Regions from separate parts of the Gossypium arboreum genome. Here region 1 is linked to region 2. A link is a contact called in public Hi-C data. All regions are on one chromosome and are shown on one strand. Each heading gives the region's core, a stretch centred on a gene start, on an enhancer-like site or on the middle of the called end of the contact. The rest is flanking DNA. Distances are from core to core; before and after follow the strand shown. Region 1 holds the start of LOC108466697 (probable beta-D-xylosidase 7). Region 2 holds the start of LOC108468093.

Evidence for each region. Hi-C and Micro-C count contacts between places; a contact is called where the count stands out from the background.
Region 1: a Hi-C map of leaf shows a contact between it and region 2, with 6 times the contacts expected there. The contact joins the promoter of LOC108466697 here to the promoter of LOC108468093 in region 2. A contact is called at or near these places in 3 of 5 Hi-C or Micro-C datasets (all in leaf).

What each region holds. Positions count from the first base shown.
Region 1 is chr2:107,833,004-107,835,744 of ASM2569848v2, reverse strand. It overlaps LOC108466697 (probable beta-D-xylosidase 7), which reads right to left and starts at 1,442. Exons shown (of 6, transcript XM_053025134.1): 1 at 946-1,442; 2 at 545-870; 3 at 304-470; 4 at 142-239. The coding sequence starts at 1,318. LOC108462268 reads left to right here. Exons shown (of 5, transcript XM_053025135.1): 5 at 1,710-1,816. The coding sequence ends at 1,724.
Region 2 is chr2:107,613,010-107,615,855 of ASM2569848v2, reverse strand. It overlaps LOC108468093, which reads right to left and starts at 1,576. Exons shown (of 1, transcript XM_017768954.2): 1 at 1-1,576. The coding sequence starts at 1,139. It overlaps LOC108482619, which reads left to right and starts at 2,428. Exons shown (of 1, transcript XM_017785748.2): 1 at 2,428-2,846. The coding sequence starts at 2,689.

The sequences.
Region 1 (2,741 bases), core at 193-2,692, 220 kb before region 2:
AAATAAATAAAGAGTTGAAACTTACAAAAAAGAAAAATCTAAGCATCCGAAAGAAGACAAAAAGTCCTTAAAAAACGTATAGGATGATAGCGGGTGGAGTCTTGAGTGCAATGGTATATAGGATAAAGAAGATTATAATACCAGCTCTTAGAACATCAGCGACAGCATCTTGGGGTGATTTGGCGTATCCTTGTGCGTCATAGATGATGGCCACCGCATCACAGTCCGATGCTATATACCTGTTTACCATTTCCATTATTCTACAATTCCCAAATAAAAGCATTCAAACCAAAAATATATTACCCTTTGAAATCCCATTCTCCTCTCACCGTCTTTGACAAGTTGGGATCTGCACAGCTTGGCACTCCATTCACTCTATTGTATGCGCACATCATGCAACTCCCTCCTCCTTCCCTTACGCACTTCTCGAACGGTGGCTGGTATGTATCCGCTAAATCTTGCACCGTAACCTACCATTTCACAAATACAAACAACTTGCTTCAACAGTTTCTTCTTCAACCAAGTTGGATTTTACGTTACTTACCCGAGCATCAAAGACAAACCGGTTCATTCCCTTCCAGTTATCCAAATCATAAGCTGTAAAATGCTTACAACAAGCTGAAGCTTGAAGATGCTGCCCAAGTTTCCCTCCTTCAAAAGTGTCACCCTGTATCCCTCTTATGTACGAGGCTGCATATTTCCCTGCAACAAGTGGATCTTCCCCTGGTGTTTCCTGCCCTCTTCCCCATCTGGGGTCCCTAAATATGTTAATATTTGGTGCCCAAAATGTTAACCCTTTTGCCTCTCCTGCATTATATATTGCCCTTGCTTCTCTTCCAATAGCCTTCTTTAACAAGTATTAATTAGTGTCTTGAAGATTAACAAAGTTTAAACTATAAAACAAGGAGAGTAGATAGAGAGAGAGTTACTTGGCCAATGCGGTACATTGATAAGCATCAAAAGAAGCGGCAGCGAGAATGACTTGAGGGAAGCTAGTGGCGGCTTTGATAGTACCGTCGAACTTGATGCCAGGCCCGACATTGGAAACACCATGCAGTGCCTCCGACCACCACTCGTAGGCGGGGATACCAAGTCGTGGAATTGCAGGAGCTGAGTTAACAAGTTGAGAGATTTTCTCATCTAAGGTCAACATCGAAACAAGGTCCCTAGCCCTTTGAGTAAAGGGGAGTGTAGTTTGGCAAAATGGGTAGTTTTTTGTTGTTGGGTCCGATGAATCACATGAAAATGGGGGCGTAGTTGTTGAAGCAACATGGATGAACAATGTTAAGGAAACCAAACACAGTTGTTCAAACTTCATTGTGGAGGTGATCAGTAGTGAAGCTGAAGCTCAAAATAACTTCCTATTTCCTAGTGCAGCGACAAGTGAGTTGTTTCAGTTTGATCCATTTATCATAATTGTTAAAGACATGCTTGCCCTTGCATTCAACATTTCCAAGTCGGTATTTTGGGTAATATGTAAAGATTAGCTTTCTTCTACGTTTTTCTTTTCCTTTTTCCACCGTTGGGTCAGCACCGAGGGATACGTGCGAGTGTAACGGTTGTAACTTATACCAATATAAATGATTAAATATTTAATTTTTGTCATGAATTTCCGAAGCTTTTACCCAGAAGATTGGGCCAAAGTACTTTTCATTTCAGCAATTATTTCACTGTATAAGCCCAACTAACAGTAATCTTGAATTCTCCAGGAGGACCCAAATTGACGTGGGAAGAAAGCAGTGTCATGTATGTTCATCGCATAAATCTATACTCTCAAAAGAAGGTTGATCGCTGAGAGAGATAATGTATAGGGGTGAGTAAAATCTGATTTAATTTGAAAAATTCGATAAAAAATTTAAATTTTGAATTAAATAGTTTGAGTTATTTGAGTTAATTAAGTTATTTGAATCAACTTGAATAAAAATTTAAGTTTTTCTGTTTAACTCGAATATGAATTACACAATTTGAGTTATCCGAAAATTTGAATAAGAAAAGACAAAACTACATTGTTTTGATAAATGTTTACTTTTTTAAAAGTTAAAAATTAAAATCATTAAGTTAAAAGGTAAAACTATATCGTTTTGATAAATGTTTATCTATTAAGTTATAAGACAAATTCATTATATTGTTTATGTAGTTAAATAATCTTGTACTTCGTCTACTAGTTAAATAATCGATTCATGTAAATGCAACATTAAGTACAAATAATAGGATTCGTTAACTCGACTCGAGATTTTTTGACTCGATTCGATTCGATTAAAAAAAATTCAAATTAAGTTCAGATGCTAAAATAGAATTTGTTAACTTGACTAACTCGAAATTTTTTGACTCGTTCCAACTCGACTCGATCAAATACTCACCTCTAGTCATGTATGTTCATTGCTACCATGCGCTTGTTTCAGCTAAGTTATGTTTCTAACGTTATCCATCTAAGGATTTAGTTTTTGTATTTTGATTTACTTATTTTTATTTGTTAGATATCAAATTTTCAGTCAAATTATTATATTGATTAAATTTAGTTATTTTTAAAATATAAAAGTTATTATATTATTACATATGTAATATCATATGAGTATACTATTTTGACATATTACTTGTAAATAGTTTTGTTTATGGACCTAGTCATGTCAATACCCAATTCCAAAAACAAATTAAGCTTTGGGCCTTATCCACCTAAAAGTCTATTTCATTGTTCAAAATATAATAATAAATTTAAAAATATATTTTATATTAACATTTTA
Region 2 (2,846 bases), core at 327-2,826:
TAAGTGCCCACAATAGACATGGATACTTCCTCGAGCTCTTTTAAGTAAGGAACAACGTATTTCTCTCTGAACTTCTTGTCAGGCATCTTATAAATTGTAGTCATGCTAACTTTCCTTCTTAGCAAATTCTTACTTTCCAGAGTCTCAATAACCAGTAACCGAGGCTTCAGCCTACGCTCAAGGCTGCAAATAAGCACCATTGGGTGGCTTATTATAAATGAAATACCTACATTCGTTCTATTAAGCAAAAAGTCAGTGACTTGCTTAATCTTCCTTTCAGATACAGCAAACACCTGTGGTGTCCTCCTAAAAGTAGACATGATATCATCTTCAGAGAAACCCAATTTCCTAAAAAGATTCAATTTGAGTTCCCAATTCTCTTCACTCATTGAACTTAACATCCTAATAGCAGCAAGAAACATATTTGACTTCCTATCGAACCCCAAGGCATCCGCCCTTTCAACAAACTGCTTAATGCTCTCAGGTTTAAGCAAGAAAAATCTAGGAAAGCTGAACACATATGAAACAATTTGTGACGAACAAATCCCGCAATTTCTCAAGAACTCTATATTAGGCATCATAGTCTTTTGCAAATCAGATTTGAGAAACCAAGCTGAAGTTTTCAATAACTTAAGAACATCATCATTCGATCCTAAAACAGTCTTTAAATCGGAAATAGAAGGTGCAATCCTATCATCCACGCTTCTAGTCAAAATCCAGGGATCACCAGCTACAATATCAGCAACATCATGGGTCGGAAATCCTAAATCCTGGAAAATCTTGAACTTGGGTTTAATGGTTTTCTCAAGACTAGAATATAGAAGGTTAGGCTTTCTTTTGACCACTGCTTCAATATGGGATTTAGAGAAACCGCTTTCTTTCAAGAAGGAAATTATAGTATCACACTTACGAGGATCCTTCACATAGGTTAGGGAAGATGCAGTCTTGACGGCAAGTTCAGGGGAAAAGCTGTGTTTCTCAACCAAGTGATCCGCTAAAGGAAGGGAAGCTCTCGATTCCTGGGTGGGTGAAGATGAGAAGAAAACAGAAGAGATGGAGTAACAAGAAATGGGTTTACGAGAACGGCATGATTTATTCAGAGAGAATGCGATTAGAGATCTGATTATAGGCGGTGCCATTGTTTTTTCCTTTTTTTTCTTCTCGTGGGGTTTTGTGGAGGGTTTACTGGTTTAGATTCGGGCTTTCTTCTAGCATAACAAACTGAAATTACAAATATTCATACATGTCGGAGGAATGAGAAACTTGCCTGTAACACCACACCAGCTTTTGTCTTGTAACGGTAACCTGCCTTTCTTTGACACTGATGCTTTGTTGCTGATAAATCTAAACCTGGGTTCTTTCGATAGCACGACCTACAGTTTTAAAACCTGGTTTATTAGGGTTTGGGGCACAAATTCAGCTTCAGGATGTTGGGTTATTTAATTTATGCCCAATAGCTTTGGGTCACAACAAAGGCTGGGATGTCTCTTTGCCTACAACTGCTATCATCAACCCTTTACTAAGCCTTTTTGTTTTATGGCCACGTTCATGCTATGATTCTAATATGAAATGATGTATGAAAGTTAGCCATATGTTGAAAAGTATTAAATCATGATTTAATTATATTTATTTTTGCATTTAATACCTAAACAATCATTCTTCTTCCAATTCACCTGCTGGAGTGGTCATCTCTTTTTGTTTCATCAAACAGGTTCCTTTCTCTTCTAACATTGCATGTCCCAAAAGCTCACCAAGATTGAACAAACAACCTTTCCCGACCTTGTGCAACAAAACTCCAACACCATCATGAATTGCAAACATGGTAAGAATACTTAATTACTCGACTCTTTAACATCTATCATATTCAACCGCATAATCACTTTTCTTTACATCTCCAACCAGCTGAATTAATCTAAAATACCAATTAATTTGAAATAAATAAATGTCTAAAATATAAAATTTAATAAATATATTATTGGGCTTATACATAATCAAAATTTATGCCTTAAAATTGAATCTATTATAATTAAAAGCTTATTAGGAATTTTCTACTTCCCTTAATTTTTATTAAAATGGTCATAACTTGAGTATAATAATTCAAAATAAGACAATTCAAAGTGCATTGTAAAAGTCAAGAAACTTTCTACTGAATACACCTCAACCCAAAAATACTTAAATCTATGTAAAAATACTTGAAATATGGAGTTTAAAACAAATATATATATATATATATATATAGATATTTATTTATTTCAAATTATTGAAATGCAAGGGACATTATTGTGTATATGTGGGCACATAAGGAAATAATTATAAAATTATAAAAACAAGTTCCAAATGACTAAAATGGATATTATCTTAATTATATAATACAATTAGATCAGATCCAATTAATAAAAGTAGATGATTAATTGAGATTTGAAGGTTTTGATACACAGTGGACCAAGTTCTTCATCTTAAATTATTAATAAAGTAGAAGTTAAAGACAGTGAAATCCAAACAATTATAAGGTGAAGCTATCTATCAATTCTTAGAGGTTACATGCCTAAAGTAAAAGTTTCATTGGAAACCCAAAAAAGAGATCCTTTTCTATCCTTTCGGTGCTTGAATTCCACAACTTTGTACACTTCTTTTCTACTCTCTCCCATTCGCCATTGTTACATATAGATTGAAACATGGTTTTAAACTATGGCAATTGAAGTTTTGGCAGAGATTTCAAGCCCAAGAATCTCGTTTTCTGACGATCTCGACCAAGAAGATGGGGTAGATTCCATTGAAGAATGTCATCATCAGAGATTAGACACATCACTCTTAAATCCAACATCGGATTTCGATTTCTGTTTTGT